Regions from separate parts of the Ovis aries genome. Here region 1 is linked to region 2. Evidence: chromatin contacts called from public Hi-C data. All regions are on one chromosome and are shown on one strand. Each heading gives the region's core, a stretch centred on a gene start, on an enhancer-like site or on the middle of the called end of the contact. The rest is flanking DNA. Distances are from core to core; before and after follow the strand shown.

Region 1 (3,526 bases), core at 170-2,669, 140 kb after region 2:
AGCTGAAGCTCCAATATGTCGGCCACTTGATGTGAAGAACCGACTCACTGGAAAAGACCCTGATGCTTGGCAAAGACTGAGAACAGGAGGAGAAGGGGACGACACAGGATGAGATGGTTGGATGGCATCACCGACTCATTGGACATGGGTTTGAGCAAACTCCGAAAGACAGTGAAGGACAGGGAAGCCTGGCATGCTGCCTGTGGTCCATGGGGTCGCAAAGAGTCAGACACTTAATGACTGAACAACAACAACAGTTAACAACTCACCTTACAACAAAATGGTCACTTTTTAGAGTGCAGTCTGGAGGATAGTTTGTATTTTCGGCCGGAGGGGCTGCGGGGGTCTTTGAAAAGGACAGGGATCTTATGCAGCTGAGTTTGAAGTGGCTGTACCAGTTCACAATGGAGAGGGTGTGATCATAGAACTTGATGTTGCCCCGAATGTCACCTGTGACAATATAGCTGAAAACAGAGGATAAAGTCAGTTTGTTAAATAGTGGTGGTGGTGGTTTAGTCGCTAAGATGTGTCTAACTCTTCGTGACCCCATGGACTGTAGCCTGCCAGGCTCCTCTGTCCATGGGATTTCCCAGGCAAGAGTACTGGAATGGGTTGCCATTTCCTTCTCCAGGGGATCTTCCCGACCCAGGGATCGAAGCCAGGTCTCCTGCATTGTAGGTTAAATAATGATACTGAGTATCATCTATTGAACACATATGCCAGCCTCTGGACTCTGGGCGTTGTAAAAACTTTCACTGAATATGGCCCCATGTGGCTGATTTTCCTGTCATTCCCAGTTCATGTTTGGGAAACTAAGGTTTAAGGTCTGGGATTGCCAGATTTAACAAGTAAAAATGCAGGATACTCAGTTAAATTTCAATTTCAGATGAACCATGAGTAAATTTCTAGGGTAAGTATGTCCCAAATAGTGTATGCTCCCAAATGCAATTGCCTCATGCAGTATTTGGGACATATATATATATATATATATATATATATATATATATATACAAAATTTATTTTCTGCATCAGGTCTTAGTTGCAGCATGAGGGATCTTGAGTTCTGCATTCAAATCCTTCACTGTGCAATGTGGGATCTAGTTTCCTGACCAGGGATTGAACCCAGACCCCCCAGCATTGGAAGATCAGAGTCTTAGCCACTGGACCACCAGGGAAGTCCCAGCATACACTTAAACCTGGCAACTCTATCAGGGCCACATGGCTAGGCAGACTGTGCAGGGGTCCAAGTGTATGGGACACAAAGTCCATGCTCTCTGCTTTCCTCTGCCCTGCCCTCTAAGGTCAGTCCTGTGCAACGGCAGTGGGCAGTGATTTCCATTCTCCACCACAGACTACAGATGACAACAGAGTCTGGCTACCATCCCTCTGAAGTCACACAGGCTGGCAATGGGACGCAGGGAGACAACTGCTGTGAGAGGGATCGTAAAACCCTGTCCAGTCATCACAGCCAAAGGCAGTGCTGTGTGACAGAATGGTTTTTATTTCCTCAGAGCCATCCCAATGAGCTTGTTTTTTTTAAGCCTCTGACATAATTCTAATCACGGGTGGGGGAGGTGGGGGATGAATTTTCTCATATATATATATATATATGAAAAGCGATTAAATGTGGTTTCTGATTAATAAGCAAGGCAAGTGGGCAGAGTAATTGGCTAGAACGGCGTTCACTGCCCTCTGCTGGACAGAAACAGCAAAACAAGGCCTTTTTTTTTTTTTTTTTCCCCTCCTGTGTTTCTTAAGACTTTTTCCTGCAAGGGCTCCCTGGTCCTGGCTGGGTTTTTTTGTTTGTTTGTTTTGTTGTTGTTTTGGCCGCACCACTCAGCATGCAGGATCTTACTTCCCTAACCAGGGACCGAACCCTCGTTCTCTCCCTTGGAAGTGCAGAGTCTTAACCACTGGACTGCAGGGGAAATCCCCTGGCTGTGTTTTACTTAACATGGAGAGAGGGGAACCCAGGCATGGTCTTCCCTGGGTCCTATTCCTCAATGATTAAAGTTGACTGCTTCATCAAGTGTGATTCTACTGCTATCTTTTCCCACCAACTGGGTGAAGATGACGATTTATATTTCTCTTTGCAAGCCACTCCAGGGTCTCACTGTTATTAAAGAAAAGGGAAGACCTTTAATATAGACCCCGTATTAAAGAAAGGGGAAGGGGAGCAACAGGCCTTTGGAGAGCAGAGGGTACAGTGACTCCCACCACGTGGGCAGGGTCCTCGTCATGAGGCAACTGTCTCCAGCACTTTGGGGAACTTCCCTAGCACCCTGACAAGGGCTGTTGTACCTAGAGCTCCCCTGTGCCAGAGAGTGTGCTAAGAGTTTTACAATCCTTGGGACGTTCCCTTGTAGCCCAGTGGTTAGGACTCAGCGCTTCCATTGCAGGAGACATGGGTTCAGTCCCTGGTCAGGAAACTAAGATCCAGCAAACCATCCTCACACAATCACTCAGACAGGGACAGTGTTATGATGCCCACTTTGCAGATGGAAGAATGGAGGTTTGGCACATTTAAGTCCCTTGTCCCAGATCACTTAGCAAGGAAATAATGTATTTGGCATGTGAACCCCTTTATGTCTGAGGCTAAGGCATAAGGCTGAGATCAGTTGTGGATGCCCACAGCCCCTCAAAATCAAGGAGTTAAGGAACTCTATAAAGTTTTGTTGTATTTTATCTTTTCGTGATTGGCAAATGTTATTTTGTCATCAGAAAAAAAAAAAGCTCTTTATGCCATTTTCTTCCACTGAAAGAATGTAAAATTTAGGGTGCAAAATAAGTCTAACTAGGGTAGAAGAAAAAAAAACAGTTACTTTTTGTTTCACCAATCCAAAAGGGTTGGGTTTAAAAGTAATGCATGCCCATGCAATTTTTTAAAAAATAAAAGCAACCCAATTAGTACAAATGAGACTATAAAAAGAAGTAAATCCACCCCTGTCCTTAATCTTGGTTCTCAGTTCTTTTCCTCAGAGGCAGCCAGTGTTCCCAGTTAAATTAGTTCTCCCCAGAAACAATCTTTGCATATACAAAATATGTATCTACCTCCAAAAGGGTTTTTAGATAAGTTTATAATCATCTACAGCTACTTTTTCATTCACTAATTACCTGTCAACTGTAGTGAGCACAGTGATACCCTCCTTCTGCAAATGAACCAGTTTGCAAGGTTTGATATGGGGAAAGCCCATGGAGGAGGAGGCAGATGGTGGTGGGCGGTAAATGTCCCAGACAACCAGCTTCCCTTCCATCGTCGCGGACAGTATTTGGGTTAAATTCAAATGAAAGACAGACTGGCTAAATTTTCCCACGAGCTTGTTGAATGTCTATATTTCAAAAGACAGGTTACACGTTATATGTACAAGTTACCGTTGATGGTAAATATAAAACAAAACATTTATCAGCACAACGTTTTATAATATTTCACCTAAATATAGTAGGAAAAAAAACAAAGTTAAAAAAACACTTAAAAAACACTTCCCTGAGGATTGTCATGATCCAGGCAGTTCTGAACCTCTGAGGG
Region 2 (3,814 bases), core at 629-3,128:
CGTTTAGTCGACTTTTGCATATCTTCAAGTTTTTCCATAATTAAAAGCAAAAAGTCTGTGGATTTTGCCTTATACGTGTATCAAATCACCATGCTGTACACCTTAAACTTAATGTTACACATCACTTTTATTTCAACAAAGTTGGGGGGAGGAAAAAAGAAATCTGACCACTGAAGGAAAAACCAGGCTCCTTGAACCTGGTCTCGACCACCAGTCCCCAGGAGGCACTGACAATCCAGGCACACAGATGCCCCACCGGCCCTAGAACCCGCAGGGCCCTCTCCTGCCTCCAGGCCCCTGCACTGGCAGTCCCCATTCTTCACGGAGCTCCCTCCGCTCCTGGCCAGCTGCTCATCCTTCCAAGTGATGCTCAAATACCATCTCCTCCGAGCCGGCACTGGCCTCTCCCAGGCTGCTGCCAGCCTCTTCAGGATCTCTGAGCGCTGTTCACACCTCAAGGACACACGTATCCACTCCCCGTACGGCAATGTGTCTCCACACCTCTGGCCGCCAGACTGCAGCTTCTCAGGGGAGGGCCCTTCTAGTATCCCCACCCTAACCACCCAGCACAGAACTCGGCACAGCGCAGGGCCTCGCGCAATAATCCTTCACTGACTGAGTTAAATGGCCTTTGCCAACAAAGCTGGTGGCAGGCAAGGGACGCTCCCTGGAGGTACAGACTGCTCAGATGGTTTAGTTTTCCACGGGCTGTGCCAGAAGCCACCTCTGAGCTGCTGGCATAGGGCTTCCCCTCTCCAGATGGCTGAGATGGGCAAGGCCTTCTTTCTGGTCCATACCAAAGGGGGTTTTGTGAGTTCTTCATCACTGCAGGCCACAGCCCTGCCCTGTTCTCCAAAGCCACTCAGAGAGGCCATGTGACAAGCAGAGATGTGCCAGCAGTCACAACAGCTGGGGTCTTCAAAGAGAGCGCCTAAGTAATAAACGCTCCCCAAACCTGGGCACCTGGTTTCTTCATCAGAAGCTCTTGGCAAATCTCATACCCCATCCTCCAACCCAGCACCGGGCCAGGCTGTGGACTGTAGGAGAGAAGGCTGAGACCCCCACAGAGAAAACATCACAGCAAGTCCTCTGAGAACTGGAGGGTCAGACAGACAGCAGCAGCCTCAGCTCAAAGGGTCAGGGGCTTTAAGCCAGTCACATGCCTTTCTGCCCCTGCTCCCCCAGTCCAAAGGCACTTCGACTTCAGCTGTCACCCACATTCACAGCCAGCAGCCTGGTGTTTCTGAGTCTCTGTGCTGCAACTGCATACTAGAAGTGAACTATTATAGCCACGTAACTCCTCTGACATGCCAGTTTCCTGGGTAAAATCACAATAACACCATTGCCTCCAGAGTGTTTTAAGAAGGATTAAGTGTACACACACGCAGCCACATTCTTAAGACACACAGCAGAGGTAACCCCTAAAGAATATTTTTTTAAAAACCCACAAAACTAACCAGCGGGCTTAAATATAAACCCACCCTTACTTCTGCTTTGTTATGTAAGATGTAGTGGATGATGAGAGCGTAAGAGCGCCTTAGAGAGGTTGGATGACACCAACATCTTCAATTACTTACCATGAAATGGGTGGGAAGAGTCAGAGAGAGGCCAGACCCTGGAGGCTAGAAACCCGCTCTGATAAAGTAACTTTCGGGTTCTCATCTTCTTCCCCCTAAAGTGCAGGATGCCTGCCTCTTCCGACCATGGGGATGTTCACTGCTTATGTCCAACGGCTATCCCCCATCACCCCAGGCTTCTGTAATACCGCAACAGCCGACAGGCGGCGCTCAGCTGACACGAACAAGCCAGTCTGAAACCAAAACTAAAACCTAAACCGCCCTGAGAGCTGGAGAGGGTGCCAGCAGAGGCGATGGCTGATGGGACACTCGCCCACACACGGCAACCTGACTGCACACAAAGTGCTAGAAAAACGCGGGACACACATCTAGATGTCTCCTTACCGGAAGGGCTGCTCCCGCCTTTGATGTGGTGTCACTGTTAACCTTTGATGAGGACAGGAGACATTCCCCACGCAGACACCCACAGACAAGGACAGGGACCCTTTCTGTGGAGGCACCCCAAGTCTAGTTTCCTACGGGACGTACAAGACAGGCTGCTCTAAGGAGTTCTAACAGGCAGCTCCTTGGCAGGGATCCCTAGAGCAGGATTCCCAGAAAGCACCTACGGTCAGACTTCTGCTCCCCCCAACCCCACCCCAGCTTAACTTGGCTTCCAGACACGGTTGGCTGGGATGCTTCTTCGCCTAACTCAAGGTTCTGCCATATTCCTTCTTTAAAGTGTAACCAGAAACACATTATTAAAATTTCTGAGGTCTTCTCTGGTAGTCCAGCGGCTAAGACTTTGTTCCCCCAATACAGGGGGCCCAGGTTCGATCCCTGGTCAGGGAACTAGATCCCACATGCCCACAATGAAGATCAAAGATCCCACGTGCCATGACTAATGCCTGGCGCAAACAACTAAAATTTTAAAATGTAAAAAAGAAAAAAATATTTCCGAGACTACTGGCTTCGCCCTCAATAAACAAAAGACCTCCTCTGGCCTTACCTCCCAACCCTGCCTTCTTAAACATCACCCCCCACACCAACACCAGGGCTTCCTGGTTAGAACAGGGACCCTGGATTCAGCCCTTACTCTCCCAATCTGACTCCGGGAAGGCCAGGGTCTGGGTCTGACTCATCCGAGCACAGTGCCTGGCATGTGGGAGGTGTGATTAAATATGGAATGACTAAATGAAAGCTAAACTTCTCCATAAAGAAAAGTCTTCACACACCCCCTACCACGGCCGTCCTTCTTAGAAGACAGGTTCATGACACAGGGCAAGAAGTCTACAGCACAACAAACTCTCTCTCGAAACTGCTGCTGAGGGGAATGGCAAACTGAATTCTCTGGCAGTCTGGCAAGAGACTGCTTTGGAATGAAAATTAAAATGCAAGCCTTGCACAGACAGGAGCTGGCATTAAGAACGGGGAAGGATGAAACTGAGGCGGGGATTTAGGGTTCTGCTGGTTCTAGGGAAGATGAGCTCTGAACTCCTGGTCAGAGCATTCTCGGCAAAAGAAAGCAGGCACAGGCTCCAAGGTCTACTGCTGTGGGGCCCAGGCAGTGGTGGAGTCCATTCGTTTGGTCATGCAACCATATTTGCTTGTAAGGTATTACTTTTTCACCATTCCTCACGCTTCCTGGAATCCCACTGGCAAAATGTTCCCAGGCCTACACTACCCAAAGTAATCTACAGACTTAAAGCAATACCTATCAAAATACCCATGACATTTTTCACAGAACTGGAATAATCTTAAAAATTTAAATGGAACCATAAAGGACCCAGTTCTGCCAAAGCAACCTTGAGGAATAAGAACAAAGCAGGAAGCATAACCCTCCCAGACTTCAGATAATACTTCAAAGCTACAGTAATCAAAACAGCATGGTATTGGCACAAAAAGAGACATATGGATCAATGGAACAGAACAGAGCCCAGAAATAAACCCATGCACCCATGGGCAATTTATCTTCATCAAAGGAGGCAAGAATACACAAGGGGGAAAAGACAGCCTCTTCAGCAAGTGGTGCTGGGAAAGTCAGTTGCATATAAATCAATGAAAATATAACACTCCCTCGCACCACACACAAAAATTAATTCAAAAATGGCTTAAAGACTTAAATACAAGACATCATAAAATTCCTAAAAGAGCACAGAGGCAGAACATTCTCTGACAAAAATCGTACCAATGTTTTCTGAGGTCAGTCTCCCAAGGCAATAGAAATAAAAGCAAAAATAAATAAATGGGACCTAATC

Evidence for each region. A called contact is a pair of places that touch in the nucleus more often than the background predicts.
Region 1: a contact with region 2 is called in a Hi-C map of hypothalamus, with 3 times the contacts expected there. The contact joins two enhancer-like sites. A contact is called at or near these places in 6 of 16 Hi-C or Micro-C datasets (hypothalamus, liver, mixed tissues and 3 more).

The regions. Positions count from the first base shown.
Region 1 is chr17:53,416,107-53,419,632 of ARS-UI_Ramb_v3.0, forward strand. CFAP251 (cilia and flagella associated protein 251) reads right to left here. Exons shown (of 21, transcript XM_060401154.1): 9 at 3,115-3,329; 10 at 270-464. Among named protein-coding and RNA genes, the nearest start is that of CFAP251, 32 kb to the right of the region's middle. Within about 2 kb of position 1,420, at least 7 of the 54 cell types and tissues checked have an H3K27ac peak or open chromatin away from gene starts, as enhancers often do. A contact at or near this core is called in hypothalamus, where this site is marked.
Region 2 is chr17:53,274,818-53,278,631 of ARS-UI_Ramb_v3.0, forward strand. The region is part of intron 1 of MLXIP (MLX interacting protein); the gene reads right to left. Among named protein-coding and RNA genes, the nearest start is that of MLXIP, 40 kb to the right of the region's middle. Within about 2 kb of position 1,879, at least 26 of the 54 cell types and tissues checked have an H3K27ac peak or open chromatin away from gene starts, as enhancers often do. A contact at or near this core is called in hypothalamus, where this site is marked.